Linked DNA regions of Pan troglodytes: region 1 is linked to region 2. The links are chromatin contacts, called in public Hi-C maps. All regions are on one chromosome and are shown on one strand. Each heading gives the region's core, a stretch centred on a gene start, on an enhancer-like site or on the middle of the called end of the contact. The rest is flanking DNA. Distances are from core to core; before and after follow the strand shown. Region 1 holds the start of LSAMP (limbic system associated membrane protein). Region 2 overlaps LSAMP (limbic system associated membrane protein).

Evidence for each region. A called contact is a pair of places that touch in the nucleus more often than the background predicts.
Region 1: a contact with region 2 is called in a Hi-C map of stem cell-derived neural progenitor cells, with 4 times the contacts expected there. The contact joins the promoter of LSAMP here to the enhancer-like site in region 2. A contact is called at or near these places in 2 of 7 Hi-C or Micro-C datasets (blood and stem cell-derived neural progenitor cells), 1 of 1 datasets of contacts at active chromatin or transcription factors (stem cell-derived excitatory neurons) and 1 of 1 other capture datasets (stem cell-derived neural stem cells).

Annotation. Positions count from the first base shown.
Region 1 is chr2:119,771,462-119,774,418 of NHGRI_mPanTro3-v2.0_pri, forward strand. LSAMP (limbic system associated membrane protein) reads right to left here and starts at 1,675. Exons shown (of 9, transcript XM_016941692.3): 1 at 997-1,675. The coding sequence starts at 1,151.
Region 2 is chr2:119,484,112-119,487,225 of NHGRI_mPanTro3-v2.0_pri, forward strand. All of the region lies in intron 1 of LSAMP (limbic system associated membrane protein), which reads right to left. Among named protein-coding and RNA genes, the nearest start is that of LSAMP, 290 kb to the right of the region's middle. Within about 2 kb of position 1,765, at least 10 of the 24 cell types and tissues checked have an H3K27ac peak or open chromatin away from gene starts, as enhancers often do. A contact at or near this core is called in stem cell-derived neural progenitor cells, where this site is marked.

The DNA.
Region 1 (2,957 bases), core at 425-2,924, 290 kb after region 2:
GTAGGTACAGTTGGTGGAGAGGAGGAAGAGAAAAGAGAAGCACAAAAAATAACCTTGGAGCATTTTAGAAATAAAAATATGACTAGGTCTCATTTGAGTCTCTCTAGCTCACAGTACCTGATAGGGGTCAAACTCCCAAGGACTAGGGACTCTTCTTTCCAAATTTCAATCTCAAATTATTTTAGAGTTTGCCAGAGCTGCACAGAAAAAAAGACTTTGAAGTCAATAATCAATTTGAAATATCCATTTTATGCCAGGTTAATTCTCTCCCAACCTCTGTGTTTAACACTCCTACTCTTAAATATCAGCCATTTGGCAAATTCCTTTTCTTTCTGCTCTTCATATCTTGTGTTGATTTATATCCACATTCCAGGAAAGGCTCAGTAACCAACCAAAGTTCTAAGATTGATTTATTGCCCTCCATGTCAATTAGAAGATCCTTACAGAAAGTCTTCTATCAGAAACCCTCACACACAACCTTGATATGTGTGTGTGTGTGTGTGTGTTGGCATGAAAACACACACACAAACACACACACACACACACACAGACACGGGAGGAGCAAGGAGAATGCAGTACTGTGTACTACTCTCTGAGAGCCATAATCCAACAACCTTTCTTTCAGAATTAAGGACTCCCAACAAAACTCTCAAGTGCAATGCAACAGCAATTACAATAGCGAGAATACTTCCCAGAAGTCACTAATGCCATGGGTGAAGTTAGGCTTCCTTGATAAGAGAAACAAGGTCCTAAGAACCGAACAACATTTAACCAACACCACTGCTGCTTGACAGGGACCAGAATTCCCTTGAATTTTGTTAGCTATAATGCCAACCAGTCAGTAAAACAGGGACACACACACACACACCACACACACACACACACCACAAGCCTGCAGCATCAGGAGCTGGAGTTCAAGGAGATCAGGCACACACACACACACACACACACACACGTGTAGACGCGCGCAGCAGAAAAGTTGCCCGAAAGCCCTACCTGAGGATGGCTGTGTCCCCCTGCCTCACGGTGATGTTGTCCGTGCCTCGGTTAAAATCCACGCTGCGAACAGGCAGTCCTGTGGGAAGAAGGCAGAGCAATCTCAGTAGGACCAGTGGCAACTGTTTCCGATCCGGCTGAACTCTCCTGACCATGGTGGCCACGCCGAGGTGCGGGTCCGCGGGGTGCTCTGGAGGGGTGCGCGCTGCTCGCGAGGAGAGGCTTCACCAACACGGGGCTTTCATGCACAGCGAGCGCAGAGCGGGCTTTGCCAGTTTACGGTCTTTTCCACTTTGCCTCTCTCTTTCCCTCGCTCAGTCTCTTTTCCCTCTAAGACTTAACAAAGCCCTCATAAAACCCAAGCAGAAGGGTGAAAAGTAAAAGCAACACAATTTCAAAAGAGAGAGTGCAAATAGCAAGCCCTCTGGAAGAGCTGAAGAGGAAGCCAAAGGAAGGGGTTCTTGTTTGGTCTCTCTGTGACTGGATGCTCCTCTGCCAGTGTCTGAGCTGAGCTCCTTCGCTCTGTAACCCACTTTCCCAGGCTGGCGGGCGGGCGGGCGAGGGAGCCGGCACCAAGCCTGCCAGTGAGTGTACAGAAACAGCCACACAGCAGCAGCAGCAGCAGCAGCAGCAGCAGCAGAAGCAGCAGCAACCCAGATCCTCTCTCCCCCTCCTCCCTTTCCTGTTTCTCCCAGTCCCTGGCGCTCTCTCTGCTCAGCACATCCCCCCCACCCCCCCACCCTCCCCCCACCCTGCTGGTTTTCAACAGCCCCATCCACGTCATCCCCTCCGCCCTCCCCTCGACGTGGCCCCTCGCTTTGCACAACTGCCCCCTTCAGCAGCAGCCAGCCTCAATGAAAGCCTGATGCGCCTTTGGGTTGTCAGGACGACAGCTCCATCTGAGGCCTGGCTGATTTCCTTAAGAAGGGGGAATGGAGCTTAGAGGTACTGTTCAGGAGAGAGGGGAGAAGGAGAGGGACTTAAGTTATAAAAGAACAGGAGAAAGAGTCCAGGAAAGGAGAGGGAAGGGGTGAGGAAAGAAGAAAAAGGAGGTGGGAAGGAGAGTTGCAAATGAGGGGAGTGGGACAGAGGACAGGAAAGCATTGAGGTGGGGAGTGAGGGTGGGGAATGTCCTGAAAGATGGGAGAAGGAAACTGAGGAGAAACTTGACAGTGGAGTCTAAGATTAAAAGCCAAAGTTGATTTCAAACGAAACATTCTTGGCAACTGGCTTTGCGTGTTCAAATCTTGTTCATTCTTTCCTCTTTCCTGCACTTTCTCTTACAGGATTAAAATGGTTTATTTTCTCTCCTTCCTTCATCCCCTCCCCCTCTTGGAACCCCTTTATGAAAGATGGATTGGAGACAATGCTGGTATTGAGTGGTCTGGGGTGTGAATGCTTGGCTTGTTTTTTCCAAGTGCCAGCCTCAGCAGCTGATCCCTGATCCCTAAATCAACTTCACTCTCCAGGAAACTCTCACTCAATCCTACACATGAGTAATGGTATTAAGGATTACTATTTAAAGGGCACATTGAATTGCTACCCAAGTTCCTCCTGGCACTTACTTCTCAAAATGTTCATATGCAAGGAAGGAGATTTGTAAATCAGAAAGCTTGTCATTTGCAAGGAGACACTAAGTAAGGTTGTGTGCAGTACTCCTGCTAATGACAGACAGGTTACCATCATTTGTCACTCCTTTTATTCCATGAGCCAAGCAAGTGATGAGGACCATAAAGACCACTGATAGTCACTCAAGTGAGAGCCCCACACTCTTGGACATCTCCCTCATTACTGATGTTAAGGATAAAAAATGTGTTTGTACCAGCCAAGGACTTTATTTTTCTCTTTTTTGATTATATTTATTTAAATAATGAAAGTATTCATATGGTACAAAAACCAAATGGTACAAGATGCTATAGAGTGAATTGCAGTTTTCTTCTTCTTCTTTTTTTCTTTTTTTT
Region 2 (3,114 bases), core at 515-3,014:
ATTGACAACAGGCCCTACATTTTATGGTTAGAACATCCAACTCCTTACTCTTTTTACAAAACTAGGGCTGAATTTTCCCATATTTAGTCCTCGAGTCCATTATCCTTGATCTTTCAAAAAATCCCAAGTAAGTGTCATTGATTTTATCAGCAGGCAGTGGGGCATATTTCACCTGGCCAACAGCAATTGACCTCACTTAAGTTAGTCAGATGGTGTCACGATTTCTATGTTTTGAGCTTCATCTTTTGCAATCTTGAAATCTTTCTCCTTTACCCAGCTGACAATTGCAAAATAGGAAAAATGTGATACCATTCTTTTCGTCTAACTCTTCCTTATTCTTTCACTTAATATGAATAAAACTAATATATACAATTTTTTTGTCCTTAGAAATTATTCCCAGAGTTGACCTAATTCTATATCAAGACTTCTAAACACTATTGTGGAGGTTTGTGCTATGTTTAAATATTTTTCCTTTATCATATCTACTTCTTAATTTGCTTGTTCTACAAAAACACGTGCTTTTTTTTTTTTAATTCATGAGGAATGTTATCCAATTTGCATTTGTTCTCTCAGAGGTTAGTTAAAATAACAGCAACAACAACAGAAGGAAGAAAGAACAGAGGGTTGTATTTGATTCATTAATTATTTATTCACACAAGTTAATCATTTAGTGGATGTCCTTTTAAAAGAAATAATCATTTTGCAAACCAGTATTAACACTTATATAATGTCACACAGGTGACTCCTGCTCACCTCCTCTAGATTATGATTACTAGCAAAGAGCTCAAATTAGCAGAGTGAGAGGCAATACAAGAAATTTGCCTTTGTTTTCCTGTATTTTGAAGCAAAAACTCGACATGTTGCTACAACATAAAGGACATTCCTCATATTACTTTTATAGTCATATCCAATAGCAAATAAAAGTTGTTTGGGGGCACAAACCAGTGATCAAGAAGTAGAGAAGTAGATATTGAACCCGTAATAAGTTCAAGGCAGTTTCTAGTCCTGTGGGAAATTCATAGATATATAAGTTCCAGTGAGTTAATGACACCAGAAGCTAATGATAAGCCATCCAACATCTTTGTTCCATGTAACCTCAGACTAAATTTAGTCGCTTTTTAAAATGCATCTGTCAGAGTAATTTAACATGTGATTGGTAAACAGAGAGGGGCCTATTGCAGATTCAGAATAAATCAGTAACAATATTGGACAATAGTCCCCACTATGTTTCAAAAGAATGTCAGTAGTTTGCATTTAACAAACTACTGATTTTGGACAACAGCACCTACTCTCTGCTATCTGCAATCACAGAAGTCAATAGAGAAAATGGCACAGGCTATGAAAAGACTAGTTATAATAGGAGGCCCACTGCTATGCCGGGGCACAGCCACAGAGCAACTGATTGCACAAGATCATCTATTCAGCCTTTAATGAGCTGTTGTTAGCGCTTCGTTCAACCTTCCACTAGTCACCAATTATGTTTACAGTTAGCAGTTTGAGTACATATTTACTTCTCTAGAGAGAGGGTTCATGTGCAGAATGATGGTGAACAGTTCACAGTATGGCCCTCATGCCCTAAATGTGCAGACTCCAGGAGACCCTGCAGTATAGTTAGATTTTCACTAGAAAAAAAGGGAAAGAAAAAAAAGAAGGAAAAACAATATGGGGAAGAAGGCTGGAAAGCACAGCAGAGTAGGAGTGGAGGGTGTGCACTGCCTTTGCTGTCCCTAACAGGAAATTACAAATCCAAAAGGCTTGCCCTGTGACTAAAGAAGCATTTGTTCCCGACCATTAAACCTGGCTTGCTCACCAGAAGGATTTTACAGTCCCTTTGACCATGTTGAAAATTTGAGGATGGAGATAATCCCTTTCACTCCTGTTTTTGTTAGTTTGCAAAACCGTTTGAGAGATTGAACCTTGGGCATTTGTCAGCGAGGTCTAATGCACATTTTGCTCTCTTTCAATGGGTATTCAGCAGATTTCAGATCTATAAAAATTCTACTTAGTTGTTGCCTATTTTCTGATCTATGGGGGCTGGGCAGCTCAGCGTTATCTGAGAGGTGCCAGCTGTTGCTATTACAGACAGCATTCAATGGTTCATTTATCTGAATATGTACTGTTACTCCACAAGATCTCAAGGAAGGAGACTTTGTTGTAATGGTGATGTACTTCTTTTTTGATGGAGCTCTTGAATAAATATCTTTCATAAAAGGCTCTATGAGTGACTGGAAGCATTTCTTATACACATACTGACTTCAGCAGCTGAGAGATATATGAACACCCCTTGTATATCCTTACCCGTACCAAAAAATATATGTTGTTGAAATAGCAAATATCTTTCTAACTGTAGCATTGAATATTACTCAGGTTATGTAAGTTAAAAGCAATAACTACATTCATTAATCTGATTGCAAATAACAAGTTCAATTATTAGATGACTTACAGAATGTGGAACAGAATGTACAAAGCTGATTCAAAAGTATGTGGACTTCATTAAAGCCATTTAGTGTGTTTTAATTAGTAAATTACAGTCTTCTGACCTCATGAATGTTAGAATTTAATACACTTGCTTTTCACAGCAGGAGCCTGAGTTTAATCATCACTTTCATTTAAACTAACACAAGAAATCAAGGCCTAGGGTTTACTTAAGTCACCAAATATTTTTGCTTTAATTCGTAAAGTGGAAGTTCTTTAGTCATGCAAATAGTTCTTTATTCATAAAATAGCTATTCTCCCCTCTCATGGATCTTAACTATTGTCTAATAATTGTCTCTAACACCCATGCCTGTAGATTTAAACATCCTTAGACACTTGGTTTAAAGAAACTTTCAAAAGTTTCAGAATAGGGGGTTATGATTGTGGCATTTTTATAATAAATGTCTGCTTCAGGTGAAATCATTCAAGTATCAACTACACAGCAGCAGAAAGAAAAGTGAAAATGATGTTTCTATTATCAATAATACAAGGCTGGCCAGAGAAAAAGCTAGAGTGGGGAAAAAGAGTTGAAGTCTGAATGGGGCTGAGGGCCAAGGAAGAGTTTGGTAAGTGATGCGCAGTGATAGGAGTCAGGGTTATCAAGATGCAGTGAAACAAGAAATACAGCTACCCACCTGA